Regions from separate parts of the Mus musculus genome. Here region 1 is linked to region 2. A link is a contact called in public promoter capture Hi-C data. All regions are on one chromosome and are shown on one strand. Each heading gives the region's core, a stretch centred on a gene start, on an enhancer-like site or on the middle of the called end of the contact. The rest is flanking DNA. Distances are from core to core; before and after follow the strand shown.

Region 1 (7,486 bases), core at 2,140-4,639, 170 kb after region 2:
TGTCAAGTTATTCCACCAATCAGAATTTAGGGATAGGGGACATCCTTAGGAACGGGTCTTTGTTGTGCACTTATCCTGTTCCCATTGGATGGCATATTCAACTGTGGCAGGGGACTTGCCTTGTCTAACATTCATGTCCTAACTTGTCAATCAGGATGTCAGTTACCCACATACATGTCTCTTTCTGCCAAGTAGGATGTCAGTTCCCAGAGAGGTCTTGGGAACTTAAATTTTACTAGGCCCCAACTTAAAATAGAAGTCTTATTCCAAATAGTTTCTTATATTGGTGCAGGTGTCTCTCTTAAGCTGGGGTCCATCCCAGGAGCAGCCTATGCCATAAAAGCGCATGCACAGGTGCAGGAAGTGCTGCTGGGTGGTTGGTTCAGGTCCAAGCTTATTGTGGGTAACTATACAAAGCAGGTCTACTGACTTCCAAGGGCACAGGACATAAGAGGATATGTAATCAACCTGGGCATGAGAGAGTTTCCTATAACAGCAGAAATGGCAGGCCAGCCAGCTCACAGTTACCTAGACCTTACCATGACATCTAGGCCTTAATATTTTACCTAGACCGTTACAGTTGTGTCTCGTGTCTTCACTCTTAGTGGTTTCTCTTCTGGTACCTATTTAGCCTAAGTTTTATCTGTTGAGAATTGTCAGTCCACCCATTTGAGAAATATAGGGTCTCTTTCCCACCAAGTTCATATCAGGCTATGTGTGTTTAGTTTGTTGGGTGTGTGTATGTGTGTATAGTGTATGTAATGTGTTTGGTGCATGCATGTGTGTAGTGTGTGTGTGAAGTGGAAACTTAAGGGCTCTTTGGAAAGTTGGTTGGATGGTGTTTTGCTGAAGAGGACACAGGTGAAAGGCTAAGGTAGACTCATGAAGGAACATTTAGCTTAAGCAGACACGGGAAAAAGGATTTTCTGCTAAAGCAAGCCTGTGAAAGGATATGTAGTGAAGGATTCTTCACTAATGATACAAATGTATTGGTCCGCCTAACATCATGTAGTTGAGCTACATTTGTTGGGATTCCATAGAGAGAAATGCACCAAACAACTTCTGGGGGTGTGCTACAATTTCTTGCTGCTTCCGAGGACTCGGGATGATTGGCAGAGTAATGTCAGCTGAGACAGATGCGCGTGCTGGACAGATAACATAGCCTGAGACACGATACATAAAGACAAGGGATGTTTGGAGAGTGTAAATCAGACTTGACAAACAGTGACCAAAGCTAAACTAGACTGACTTATAGAACTAGCTGTACAACGCTTGTCAGTCGAGCCTTGGCTGAGCATTGCTTCAGTGAAAGAGGCACAGCAGAGAACTTCTCCTGGCCTCACTCCTGAACTCTCCTACTGACTTGTACTAAGGCTAAAGCCTGGCTGTCTCTGCTAGATAGTGCCACCACTTCTGATTCATGTTTGCTATCCTGACTCTACCAAACTAGACTACTGGTGTATCTGTGAAGGGTTTGGGAGTGGATCGAGTTGCCACTACTGACCTGTAAACTAAACTGTCAATTTCCAGACAACACAGATGTGAGTTATTCCAAAGAACCTTTTTTAACAGATCTATTTTCCCCATATCCTTTCTTTCCCATTACCTCTGGTGGGTGGTGGGCTACAAGGGAAGTTAAAATATTTTAAAAACATCATTAAAAGTAAGGCATAAAAAAATTAAAAGTTACGTGTGTGTGTGTGTGTGTAATGTATAGTGTATGTAATGTGTTTGGAGTGTGTAAGTGTAGGTGTGTGTGTGTGTGTGTGTGTGTGTGTGTGTATAGACATGCTCATGGGTGGGCCAGTGTTGAGTGCCCTTCTTTATCACTTGGCACCTTTGACACTGTCTCTTGCTGAATTACACCGTTTTGGGATAAGCTGGCTGGCCAGTTAGCACCAGGATCTGCCTGGCTCCTCCCTGAGATGCTGGGTTTACAGGCATATGCAGGGTAGGCTTTGTGAGGGTGATGCAGATTCCATCCAGGTTCTCATGCTTATGTCTTACCCACTGAACTATCTCCCTGGTCCTAAATCAAGCTATTTTTAAAATATGATCATATTTATGATTTTGTGTGGGTTATGTTAATTATGAAGTAGAAGTGTCACTTGGCAATATGTGGCATGTTTTTTCTTCTCCTTGTGACCACTGAATGTTGTCAGATGCTATTAGTGGTCCACAGAGTAGGGTATCAGGTAAAGTTACCCATTGCCTCCTCTGGCCCTCCCTCTGCAGACTCAGGGAAGTCTGTCTGTTCAAAGCATACCCCTCTCATGAGCAGCACCATGACACAGCTGTCCTCTGTTTCTGAACTCAGGATACATTCGGGAAGGCTTCCTGGCCATGCAACATGCTGTAGACAAAGCCATCATGCGTTACCATGCCAACACCTCTGCACAGCAGCTGTTCCAGAAGCTCATGGTGATCACCAAAAGGTTCCCGTTCCCACCATACATCTCAGATCCATTCCTCATTGCCATCCAGTACCAGCTTCCTCTGCTGCTCATGCTGAGTTTCACCTACACCTCCCTCACCATCATCCGGGCTGTGGTGCAGGAGAAGGAGAAAAAACTAAAGGTAACCCTCTGTGCATGGCAAGTCAGTCTGAGAATGCTGGGTCCTGGGACTCCCTCAAAAGAATTGGCCTGTCTCAAGGCTGCTGCCCTGTGTGCTGGGACCATAAGAGCCAGGGCTCAGTATGGGCACTGCTGTGACACAAGGTTAGGAAGTCCAGCTGCTATGCTTAGATTCTGGTAGTGGGTGTGCCCTTGGTCCACAGTCTCCGTGCAGCACTTGGGGAGCTGGATTTGGGGTTGTTGGTTTTTGTTTGTTTGGGGTTTTCCGCTTGGTTTGGTTTTTTTATTTGGTTTTGTCAAGACAGGACTTCTCTGTGTAGCCCTGGCTGTCCTGTAACTCCCTCTGTCAGCATGGTTGGCCTTGAACTCAGAGATCTGCCTCCCTTTGCCTCCTGAGTGCTGGGATTAAAGGCATGTGCCACCACTGCCTGGTTTGCTTTTCATTGTTTCTTGTCTGTTTGTTTTTGTTTCTGTTTTATATTATTATCTTTATAATTTTTTTGTTTCGTTTTTTTCAAAAAGTTTTTTCATATGTGTTTTGACTATGTTTTTTCCTTCTGCTAACTCCTCCAAGATCTTCCTGGGTTTTTTTGGTTTTGATTTTTGTTTTCAGTGCTGGAAATGGAACTCAGGGCTTCAAGAATGTAAAAACTCCACCTGTGGGCCCCACTGCCAGCAAAGAGCTGAGTTTTTCCTTTCCTAGCCACTGGCAGTCCAGCTTTAGATTCCCAGAGCCCAAAGCAGCACTGCTCAGTTCAGGAACTGGGTTTCCTTGTGGCACTTCCTGACAGCCTGATAAACAAGAGAGAGGGGGGGGGAGGGGTGCTCAGAGTGTTCCACATCACCTTACCCTGTTCTTCCACAGAGACAGGAAGCACCCTTCCCTAAGGGTTCTGGGCTTCTCCTTCAAAGTGAGAACGAAAATGAATGGATGCTCGGCTCTCTTAATGCATGTCCTCAGCCACACACTTGTCAAGGCTCACAGCCCAGGAGGCTGCTGGCAGTGTGGACAGTATGACCTGCAGAGTCTTTCTGCCAACAGTGGGAGGGGCCAGGCTTCAGGACTCTGGACTTTTTTTTTTTTTTTGGTTTTTTTTTTTTTTTTTTTTTTTGGTTTTTCGAGACAGGGTTTCTCTGTATAGCCCTGGCTGTCCTGGAACTCACTTTGTAGACCGGGCTGGCCTCGAACTCAGAAATCTGCCTGCCTCTGCCTCGACTCTGGACCTTAATGCCAGCTGCCATCCCCCTGGCTTCTGGGAATCAGCTGAAGCAAAATGAAGACTTGGGAGCATCGCTTGGGAGTCTGGAATTGCTCCACAGCATATAAGGCTTCCCTGAAGGACTTAGAGAATTCATCAACTTAACATCTATTGGGTACCTGTGTCAGACCTGAACGAAGCACAAGCAGAGAAGGGGGTTTCCCAGCATGACAGAGCGTAGTGGGCGCAGTTGGGAAGTGACTTCGCGCTCATGAAATAGAGCAGAGCCACACCACACTGAGTAGTGGGCTGGAGGATAGGGCAGGCCATCATGACTTAGGAAGAAGAGGCAATTAATCTGGAGTTGACTATCAGGGACAGCCTCCCAGCTAGGGTAGCATGTGCCACTGATAAAAGATAGAAAAGAGGTGGATCTGTAGACCACAGGGCTAAGAGCTGTTGGACAAAGCATGCCCGACCACAGCCTTCTCTTTCCCCTCATGTGTGCTGGATAATTCCTGCCTGTGCTCTATAGCACAGGTATCCTGGTCTACCTTCCTGCTCTATACATGGCCCTGTCCTTATGTAAGCAGACCGGCACACGTGGGGCTCTGAGGAAAGCTAGCCGCATGCAACTGTGTGATGCTGTCTCCCATTCACAGGAGTACATGCGCATGATGGGGCTTAACAGCTGGCTACACTGGAGCGCTTGGTTCCTCATGTTCTTCCTATTCTTCCTCATCGTGGTCTCCTTCATGACCCTCCTGTTCTGTGTCAAAGTAAGTGTGGCTTCCATGAGGGCTCTGGAAAGAAGAGGGGGCGGAGACCATTCATGGCCCCTGACCTCAGGGCAAGTGTTTCCCCTGCTGTCGAAGACAAGCGGGCCTTCCCCTGACCCACACCTTTAGACCTGCCCGATTCATTTCTGCCTTCCCTGCCTCACCTGGCCGGCCTGTCCTGCAGGTGAAGAAGGACATAGCAGTCCTTTCCAACAGCGACCCCTCCCTGGTCCTGGCGTTCCTGCTGTGTTTTGCAATCTCCTCCATTTCCTTCAGCTTCATGGTCAGCACCTTCTTCAGTAAAGGTGAGCCCTGCTGTTCCCCTTAGGCCAGAGGGTGAGGGTAACCCAAGTCTAGGGAAACTAAGGGGATTTATGCACAGCTAAGGGGTTAAAGGGTGTTTGTTTTTGATGACCCAGAGGCTGAACTGAAGAGAGAACTCCTGAAAGGCTGAGGCTTAATATGACTGGTGTGAGGGAGAGGCAGACAGAAGTACAGTATAGCCTGCGGGCCTCCCAGAGTTCCCCAGGAAGAAGCTAGGCGGGGAACAGGGGTCAGAGAGCACCTGCTGTGGGCCGAGGAGGAGAGGTGGATTAGGGCAAGCGGGAGTTGACAGAAGGCAAGCATGTCCACTGTAGACCGCTGAGAACACTAGAAATAAAAGCTTTATCCGCTTGCCCCCTGTGATTGCTGGTGCATTCAAGGGTGGCTCTGCCTTTGAATTTGGGGTTCAGCTTGTTGTTTAGTGCTTATGTTTTCTCCCTTGCTGCCTTCTGTTGCACAGAGAACGCTTCCAGTAGTTTTTGGCGCTCTGGTAGCTCGCAATATACAAACTATGTTTCTCTTAGTGATTACCCTTAACTTGAAATGCTTTTACATTTCTCCTAAGAAGTAGTATGTCTCAGGCCGACCCATACCGTACTGTGACTCCCCGAGGTCCCTATTATTTTTATTATTTTAAAAGCCATTTGCAAAATAGTAGTTTAGTTGCTATTTTGCCTTCAAGCCTTTGCTAGCCTGCTTCATGTGTATACGTTTGTGTGTGTACTGCTTTGGGTGGGCAGAGGACCTGCGCATGGGGCCTAGCATTGCCAGAAGCTGAAGTTCCCCACTGCTGGAATTTGGGTGGGGTGGGACTCTGACCACTGTCACTCCTGCGAGTCTCATGGCAAGTTTATCCCACCCAATGCTCTTTGTCCCCACAGCCAACATAGCAGCAGCCGTGGGTGGCTTCCTGTACTTCTTCACCTATACCCCCTACTTTTTCGTGGCTCCTCGGTACAACTGGATGACACTGAGTCAAAAGCTCTTGTCCTGTCTCCTATCTAATGTTGCCATGGCAATGGGAGCCCAGCTCATAGGAAAATTCGAAGCCAAAGGTGAGTCTTGTCCTCAGTACGGCCTCAGATCCCGTCTCCTGACTCTTGCGGCTTAGGGAGCATCTTGCCAAAAGTGTTCCCAGGGGTTAGCCTCGCCTCAGGAGGAAGTGTTCCCAGCAGTTAGCCTCACTTCAGGAGGCAGGCAAGCTGATGAACACCTGAGCTAGGCCTTTATCAGAAAACAAGAACTGAGTGTGCACCGAGAGCTGGCTGGGCCCTAGTCTATTGGGGAAATAGCTCGGCTAAGGCCAGTATGAGCCAAATACAACTAAGGGCTAAAACGCCAGAGGTGGTGGTCACCAGCTGTTCTGCCCAATGACTGGATCTTACCAGTTGGTTTTTGAGTCACTTCCTACTTTTGTTTTAAAGTTTTAAAATGAACATGTATTTTTATTTTCAACTCTGTGTGTGTGTGTGTGAGGTTATGCATATGGGAAGAAAGGTGCCAAGAGTCAAAAAGAAGGTATCAGATCCCCTAGAGCTAGAGTTACAAGGTATTAGGAGCCATCTGATGTGGGTGCTGGGAATTCAACTCCAGTCCTCTGGGAAGAGCCACAAATGCTCTTATGCCATCTTGCCATCCCCCTTAAAAACTTTTTATGACATTTTATAAATATTATTACATATTTTATTGTGAATGATTGTATGCACACTTGCCACAGAGCATGTGTGAACAGAGCATGTGTGAATAGACAACAGACAACTCTGAGGAGTCCCTCTCTGCTTTCACCGTGTGAGTTCCTTCCACATGACCCTGGCAAGAGTTATCAGAACTGGCAGTATGTGCCTTTGACCTTGAGTTGTCTTGCCAGTTCTCTTCCTTCTTGACACCTTCCGAGTGGTTGCACAAGTGACCTCCAAGCCAGGGGATTTTGAGGTCTTTGACTCAGCTTCCAGCTTTTGGTGAGTATAGGGTTAGCATGTCCTGCACTCTGCAACAGCTGACCATGAAGGCAGGGGATCCTGAGAGAGGAACCAGTGAGATCCCTGGGAAAGTATGTTCTGATTTTTGTGAGATTTCCTGTCTTGAAACATCACGGAGGCCAAATGAAACCCTTGCTGGGTCTAACTGACTGGTGTACTCCTGCTTTGTAAAGCCCGTGGCGGATACTGAGAGCTCAGAGGTTCCTAGCCTCAGATCAGCTTATGTCAAGGCCCCATGACTTATGAACAGGGCCAACCCCTCTCACAGGAGAACACTGGAGAGGGGACCACAGACTGGGACATGGCCTCCCTTCTCCTGTCTGCAGGACAGGTGAGGAGATGTAAGTAGCCGTGTCTGGCCACTACATGAACTGTAACATCCCTGACATCCATCCTCGGGGGCTTTGCATTCTGTTCAGCTTTCCTGGAAGAAGTGCAGTGCATGTAATCTACTTCCATTTTAAAAAGAGAATTATTTATTTTATGTATATGAATACTCAGTAGCTGTCTTCAGACAAACCAAAGAGGGCATCAGATCCCATTACAGATGGTTTGTAAGCTACCATGTGGTTCCTGGGATTTGAACTCAAGACCTCTGGAAGAGCAGTCAGTGCTCTTAACTGCTGAGC
Region 2 (7,017 bases), core at 3,655-6,154:
TGGTTGCAAGTTCAGATGCAGGTCTTCCTAAAGATGCCTAAGATCACACGTGGGCTTCTCAGATCCAAGACTACCCAGCCATTCTAGACCCCCTCTCATGCCCACAGACAGGGGCTAGAGCTGCATGCGGCAGTTTTCTTCCCACAGCAAGTGAAGAAAAGAGCCCCCCAGCACATACAGAATGAGAATCTGAGGGAACGAATTCAGCCAGGCTGTCAGTTGCACTTGAATTTCGACAGACCTAAGTTCTAAGGTAGGTGTCTCAGGCAGGTGTACCTTACAAGGCTAGGTACACAGCAGGACCAAGAAAGACAGCCACCAGGGAGTCATAGAGGCTTAATCATTTTAATAGGCATTCAAGACATGCTTCCTGCATGCCAAGGTGCCAAGTGCTGGAGGACAAAGACGTGAGGCACTGCCTCAGCTCTTGGACAGGATACTCATCAAGCCATTCCAAGGTGCAGGCACTATGACTGGAAAGCAAGGGTGTAAGAGCCTCTGCCTGGAAGGAAACACTGCTCAGAAAATGCTTCCTAGAGTCTGTGTCTACGTTAGCCCCAGGCAGTGCCACAGAAGGCATGAGCCAAGGACAAAGCCACCAAGCACAGAGCTCCTTCTAAGTCTAGGCACTGTGTACAATGAGGGCATAGACCAGTGAGTATCTTTATGGTTCAGATCAAAAGACAGTCTAAAGGTGGAGAGATGACTCAGTTGGTAAAGGGCTCGTTAGAGAAGCATGAGGATGTACGTGTTCAATCCCCCAGAATCCACATAAAAGGCTAGATGTGGCAGGACATACCTATAATACCAACACCGGGGAGGGACAGACAGGAGGATCAGTGGTGCTCACTGGCCAATCTAGCTGAATTGGCAAGACCCAGGTCCCTGTGAGAAAGACTATCTCAAAAGATAAGGTGGAGAGCAATTGAGCAAGACAGCAAATGTCGACCTCTGGCCTCCACACACAGGAACTCACATACATGTATATACATACACAGGTCCCAGGGGAAAACACAAACATTTATAGCTCAGCTCACAGGCTCCAAGAAGCCCAAAGACCTGGGATTAACTGAGATGCTAGGACAGTGTCCTTTGTGTGCTGTGCTGGGAGCAAGGCTGGAAGAGCCCAGGAAGAAAGAAGGTCCTAGGGTGGGAGTATGTCCCATAACCCACTCCTTCTAAAGGTCCACAAGCTTCCAAGGCAGGTGTGCTGGAAAGGGCCCTGCTGAGAAAGATGGTCAGAAACTAGCACAAAGGAACAAAGTGACTCAAGATGAGGCTGGTAGATTGAAGGGAAGGGCAGCCTTTGGTGAGACCCAGACAGTGAGTGACACTTAGAACAGCAAACCAGTTTTTATTCATAATAGACTCACCTATCAGTCAACATCCAAAGTCTCTGAGAGTGTGTAGAACCCAATTAAAAAACTGTGCAACAAGCTGGAAGAGCAGTCACATTCCTGTACCCCCAGCACACAGGAGGCAGACTCAGAGAGAGGATCGTGAGTTTGAGGCCAGCTAGGCTACATAGCGAGAGCCTGTTTCAAAAAACCCCAAACCTAGTCTAGAGATAGAGTTCACTGGTAGAATTCTTGCATGGCATTAAACGGAAGGCCTTGGGTCCAATTCCAGGGCTACAAAACAAACGAAGGACAAGCCAGGCACAACAGCCTTTTCAGAAACAGCTTACTGTGCCTCACTATGTAGTCTGTCACCCGCAAAGGGAACATCCCAGGCTCAAACACTTGGCCTATACAGTCCACAGACAAACGCTCGGGGGCTGCGGGCAGGCAGGGGCTCCTGTGACACTGCCCATTCTCCCTTGTCCTCAAGGCCCCCACAATGCAGAAGACTGTAGTGGATACCACATGCTTGGCCTCCCTTACTTCTTACCAGAGAGCTGCCTTTTGCTGAGGCCGACTCCACAGAAAGTTGAGGCCTGGAAGAAAGGCGAGGCAAGTTCCGAGGTGGGTTTCCCCTAGTGCTGTGAGTATACACAGAGGTCTGACCCATGGTGTGGAGAAAAATGGGGTCTTTTGAGATAAGTAGAGACTCCCCAAAAAGCAGGCAGGAAAATCCCCTAGAAGGCAGTGGGACCAGGGATTGTTGTACCTTTGATGTGCAGAATCACCCCTTTTACTCAACAGGCAAGCTGGGACTCTGTGATGGAAACATAAAGCCTTACTCCACAACACCTACAAAGCAACAGGCTACCAACCAGCCTTCTCCCTTCCTTAGAGTCTTCAGGACACAGTATTGGGAGTCTGTATGGAAGCCCAGCTTAAATGCCACACAGGAATGTTCCCCACTTTTGAGCCCCGTGTGTACTTGAGTCCCAGACCAGTAGATGCTTACCCAGTGTCTGAATGGCAGGCACCTCTCCAAACTCAAAGCCTTATTCCTCCCAAGCCTGTGTCTCTCTACATTGTGTCCTGGGCTGGAGTCACCCCATATCCTCCTTCCGCTCTGGCTTTTACCCTCCTGGCAGCTGCTTATCTCATGCTTGCCCTTCTTAGGATTGTCTGACAGTACCTCAGCTGGCCCCACCCTCAGCGCACGCAGGAACCCTTCTGGGTCTAGAAAACAGATCAGATCAAGTCACTCCCAGGCCCCAATCTCCCAGGTCTCACTCAACACTGTGTCCATAGCACCCCCCACCCAGCTCCTTCTCATGCAAATTCACCTTTTGTTCTTCTCTTTCCCCTTTAGCACTAGGGTTGAGCCTAGGGCTGTGTGCACAGCAGATAAGAATTTTATTATAGAACTATGCTCACCAGCCCTTTCTGTTGTTTTTAAGGAGAGTCTTGCTCCGTACACCAGGGCGGCCTAACACTTGCTCCTTCTGCCTTAGCCTCTCTACAGAGATTATAATTGTGTGCCACCACCCCCAGCTCCCCTGGGTCCTGGGCACTGAATACAGAGCCTTGCATCTACGGGTAAGCACTGCTGCATTCTCAATGCAGTAAACACATATTAAAAGGATAGTGAAAATTCCCAGTAATGAATTCAAGCTTGTTCTCAGTAAAAGGCCTGAGGGCTTTAAAAAAATTATCTCCATTTAGAAGGTGATGGTTACCACTGAAATGGCTGATTGTAAAGGGCTTCTTTCTTCCATTTAGAGTTGTCAAAACAGAAAAGGTATGCTCAAACAGGTAGAACATTCAACAGGGCAAATCTTTTTTTTTTTTTTTTTACAACCCACTTCATTGTCTTGTGTACTTTAAACACTTTACTATGTCTTCAGAGGTTGGCTCAGTCTCTAATAAGGATTAGGAGCAATGCTGTGTGCCCAAGGTCACTGAGACTTGCCAGACAGTCCTGGCAAGGGTGGTTACTCAGAGCTAGTAGGGAACACAGGCAGGTGAGTTTGCACTCCCAGGGAGGTAAATTTGATTGTTGTTATGAAAACCCTACCTAGATTACTAGAGTACTTCTGCAAACCCAAAAGGTCACCCTTAATCCAGCCAAAAGCCACTACATTGCTAGTTCACTAGTTGACATGTAGCATTCAAAAAGTGGCATCTTTATTCCCTCCAACAAGCACTTAAGAGAGTGCCTGGCTAACTGAATGCCAGACCATGGGGGAACAGGGACAACACGATGTGGCTCCAGGCCTATCCACACGCAGACTAGATTCTAAATACAGCTGTCACTACCCTAAGTCTTTATCTGAGTACTGGGGAGATTAGGTGAGGATTAATCATCAAGGAAGCACACAGAGCCCTCATAGCACTCAATATGAATGGTCACTATCAAATATTTGAAATTTCTTAACCATTTGTCGTCTGGGTTGGTCTTGACACCAACCCAGAACTGACATCAGATAGAGCTTGAGAGAACACAAATACAGCCATCTCCACAACAATTCAGTGAACAATGACAGGTGCCTATTGGGGACAGGGGTGTGAAAATGAGAATGGAGTCATTGTCCCCAAGTAGATGACATGGCAACGCATGCCATGGGACAGTTGTACCAACTGCCTGGGAGTAGCTTGCTGACCTTCCAGCAGAACATGGTGAGACAAGGAAAATCCTTTATTTACCTTGGAAAGACAGCAACACAACCGCCCAAATGGCCAACCTATGCCTGCATATGTCCGGGCTGGGCTAGACAATCTTTGGCCTTTAAAGTTAGCCCAGTGAGTCCCCATCCAAGAAGGCCAGAGCACTATTTCTGAACTGAGTCAGGTCTGTCAAGGAAAATCTGTGGTCAGGCTGCCAGCACCCAGCAGACTGACTTCTGTCATGTGCAGCCCACCCCGTGTGGTGCCAGCTCTGCCCTCCAGCTGTTATTCAAAACTCCTGAAGCACAGGGCCAAGCTAAGGCACAGGTGACCAAGGCATGTCAGGGACACTGGCTGGATAGGGCTCTCAGGCTGGGAAAGTCCCTAAGCTTCAGGTGGGCAGTTGTGTCATCTTTGGCAAGTGAAGGGCCTGGGTTGTTGCAGGTCTCCGAGGGCAAAGGTATATGAACACTGCTGCAATTTCGAACGAATACAGAAAGAGGATTTCCTATTCCGCAGGGACGGAAAGTGCCCCAAGGGAAGGTTGACACAGAGGCAGTTCTTGCCCACGACACAGAGCCCAGAGAAGGCAGGGATGATCGAGGAAAGCCGGGCCTGCCCAAAGGGTTCTGACTCCGGGGCCCACGTCACGCACGCAGCATTAGACTCTGGAGCCCCCTAACCCGCAGCGACCAAGACACGGAGCACAACCCGTGCCCCCCTCCCTCAGTACATCCGTGCCGCCGGTCAGCGCACCGTGGCAGTGACACCCCCACACCCCGCGTCCAGCCGCCACGCCCCCGCCGCGCACCCACCTCGGCGCGCCGCACCGCACCTCTCCCTTCGGCTCTCCGCTGGACCGCACTGGACTTTCTGCGCACGCGCGTAGGCGGCCCCGCCCCACAAGCACGCGCTTGCGGGCTGCCCACCCCGAGTGCCCCGCGTCTCAGTGCTGCCGGCTCTGAGCATGCGCATTTGCGCCCGGCGGCGGCCAAGTCGGGAGCATGCGCTAGCCAAACAGCGGTTCCCGCGCTAAGGGGCGGGGGCTCGCCTAAAGAGGTGGGGACCCTAGCGCCTGGTGTAAGGCAAAGTCACGGACGACTAGAACTCCGACGGCTGCCCGTGGAAGTCGCCTCTGGTCCGGTCACACGTGGACCTGATCTGCCCCTTCTCGACGTCCAGTCTTGAGCGGATAGAGTGTAGGGCTCCTAGCTAGGGGCAGGACCTGTGTCATGGAGCCAAGAGGCCAAGACTGGTAGGAGTCGTGGTAGAAAGCGACAGCTGGATGGACCCCAGAAAAGGGTACAACGGAACAAGAAAGATATGGGACACAGGCAGTGATGCAGCTGCGGATGGGGACACGGTCACGTGACCGGCAGAGGCAGGCCAGAATGGATATGGGGACAAGATCCATGACACTGGACAGGGGAGCCTACAATACTCTTTGTACATTCCCGGCTGGAGGGCAGAGACGTCGCTGTCTTGGCTGTGCAATTGAGCCACAGCCCCTGCAGCGGTGTACAGGCAATTATGGTGGCAACAGTGGTTTTGGAGAGGTTGGAGAACTCTAGTGTATCACAGCATCAGAGAGTTGATGAATCACATTGGCCCGTGGGATGTGCTCAAACCCCAGAGGGATCATCCTAGCATCCCCTGGGAATAGGCGGGTTCACACCTTTAAGAGACGTCGGGTATCAGCCAAGAGGGATAAGATCAGGGTCCTCTGAGCTGCCCTAGGAGCCTCCAGATAGCTCTTAGGGGCCATCATACTCCTCTAAGTTGGGGGTAGGGTATCGCCAAATAGGTTTCAAGCGGGGATGGGGGTAGGGGGAAATTAGATGGCGATGCACGTGACACTTCCAGCCTAGTGCTCTGATGAACGCGCCGCGCCCAGTGATAAGAGAGCTGAGTCCGCCCAGTCCACGCCCAGCTTGCAGATTCAGGCGGTCCCGCAGCGCCCCCGCCGCTCTCTCCTCTGCAGCCTCCGCAGGCGCCGGGTCCAGGCGTCTCTCCAAGGCAGCACGAGGCTTCCACGGGCAGCACTGAGCCCCTGTCCCCGGCCCGCTGTGCTCCCAGCTGCAGCCCCCGGCCCACCTCCCAGCAGCAAGTAACGCCGGCCGGGCAGGAGGCGCGGGCAACCGCAGGCCGCGTCTAGAGTTGGTACCCACAGCGCGCTGCTCCCGCGTCGAGCGCGTTCCTCGCCGCTGCGGAACACAGCAAGCACCGCTACCGGAAAGCGTGTCCACGAGCCGCGGGCCTCACCGCGTGCACCCACTGCCACCTGCACCGCTGCGGGGGGGGCGTGGAAAAGCGATCAGGTTAAGTGGGGCAGGGCCGGAGGGGTCTGTATAGAGAAGCATAGAATGTCCAAATGGCTTAGGAGAGACATGAAGAGGTCACCCACTAGAGGGAGGTACACTTAAGACATAGCTGCCAAAGCCCGCATCAGTGGGAGACCCGAGGAAAGAAAGAGCCTTGAAGTACAGCCAGGGTCAAGGTATTCAAAGGAGCTGGGGGCGAGATGGAAGAGCTGGAGTGAGGCAGCCTACCATAGTCCTTCCGGCAGAACTTCTTCAGGCTGATTCGGTAACTGCCACGCGCAGGTCTGCAATGTGACTCACAGTCTAGGGGGAAAGAGTGGAGACTAGCAGATTCCCATGCCTCTACCCCACACTGGTCTGCTTTAGCTAGGGCCCTCTTCCCCAGGCCAGTCTGGGCTCTGGTGTCCACTCACCCTGTGGCTCCACAGGACTGCTTTCTTCGGTGGGTCCAGGGACAGGAGTCTCTAAGGAGTGTGGGAGAATAGTCTATAATGGGGTATCTGACGGAAAGGCTCAGGGAACAGACAACAGTCAGTAGCTGATGCGACTTTGGCTGAGGTGACTGAGACAGGGCAGGGTCACTCACTAACGCAAGGTGCCACAGGAGAACGGCTCTGCTGGAAACCTGGGGCACAGCGGTTACAGGTGAGGCCAGTAACACCATCCTTACAGGGACACTGGCCTGTGGTCTGGTT

What was found. Promoter capture Hi-C pulls out the DNA fragments that hold promoters and counts their contacts.
Region 1: a promoter capture Hi-C map of liver shows a contact between it and region 2. The contact joins the enhancer-like site here to the promoter of Tbc1d24 in region 2. A contact is called at or near these places in 8 of 39 promoter capture datasets (the HPC-7 cell line, cranial neural crest, frontonasal cranial neural crest and 5 more), 5 of 484 Hi-C or Micro-C datasets (the C2C12 cell line, bone marrow-derived macrophages, embryonic fibroblasts and 2 more), 10 of 115 datasets of contacts at active chromatin or transcription factors (SST interneurons, bone marrow-derived macrophages, craniofacial prominence and 6 more) and 4 of 9 other capture datasets (adipose tissue, liver, macrophages and 1 more).

The regions. Positions count from the first base shown.
Region 1 is chr17:24,371,927-24,379,412 of GRCm38.p6, forward strand. Abca3 (ATP-binding cassette, sub-family A (ABC1), member 3) reads left to right here. Exons shown (of 33, transcript NM_013855.3): 8 at 2,318-2,577; 9 at 4,438-4,554; 10 at 4,739-4,859; 11 at 5,760-5,933. Among named protein-coding and RNA genes, the nearest start is that of Gm25618, 13 kb to the left of the region's middle. Within about 2 kb of position 3,390, at least 9 of the 459 cell types and tissues checked have an H3K27ac peak or open chromatin away from gene starts, as enhancers often do. A contact at or near this core is called in liver, where this site is marked.
Region 2 is chr17:24,200,658-24,207,674 of GRCm38.p6, forward strand. Tbc1d24 (TBC1 domain family, member 24) reads right to left here and starts at 4,905. Exons shown (of 8, transcript NM_173186.4): 1 at 4,817-4,905. Ntn3 (netrin 3) reads right to left here. Exons shown (of 6, transcript NM_010947.3): 3 at 6,909-7,017; 4 at 6,736-6,786; 5 at 6,551-6,625; 6 at 3,174-6,290. The coding sequence ends at 5,941.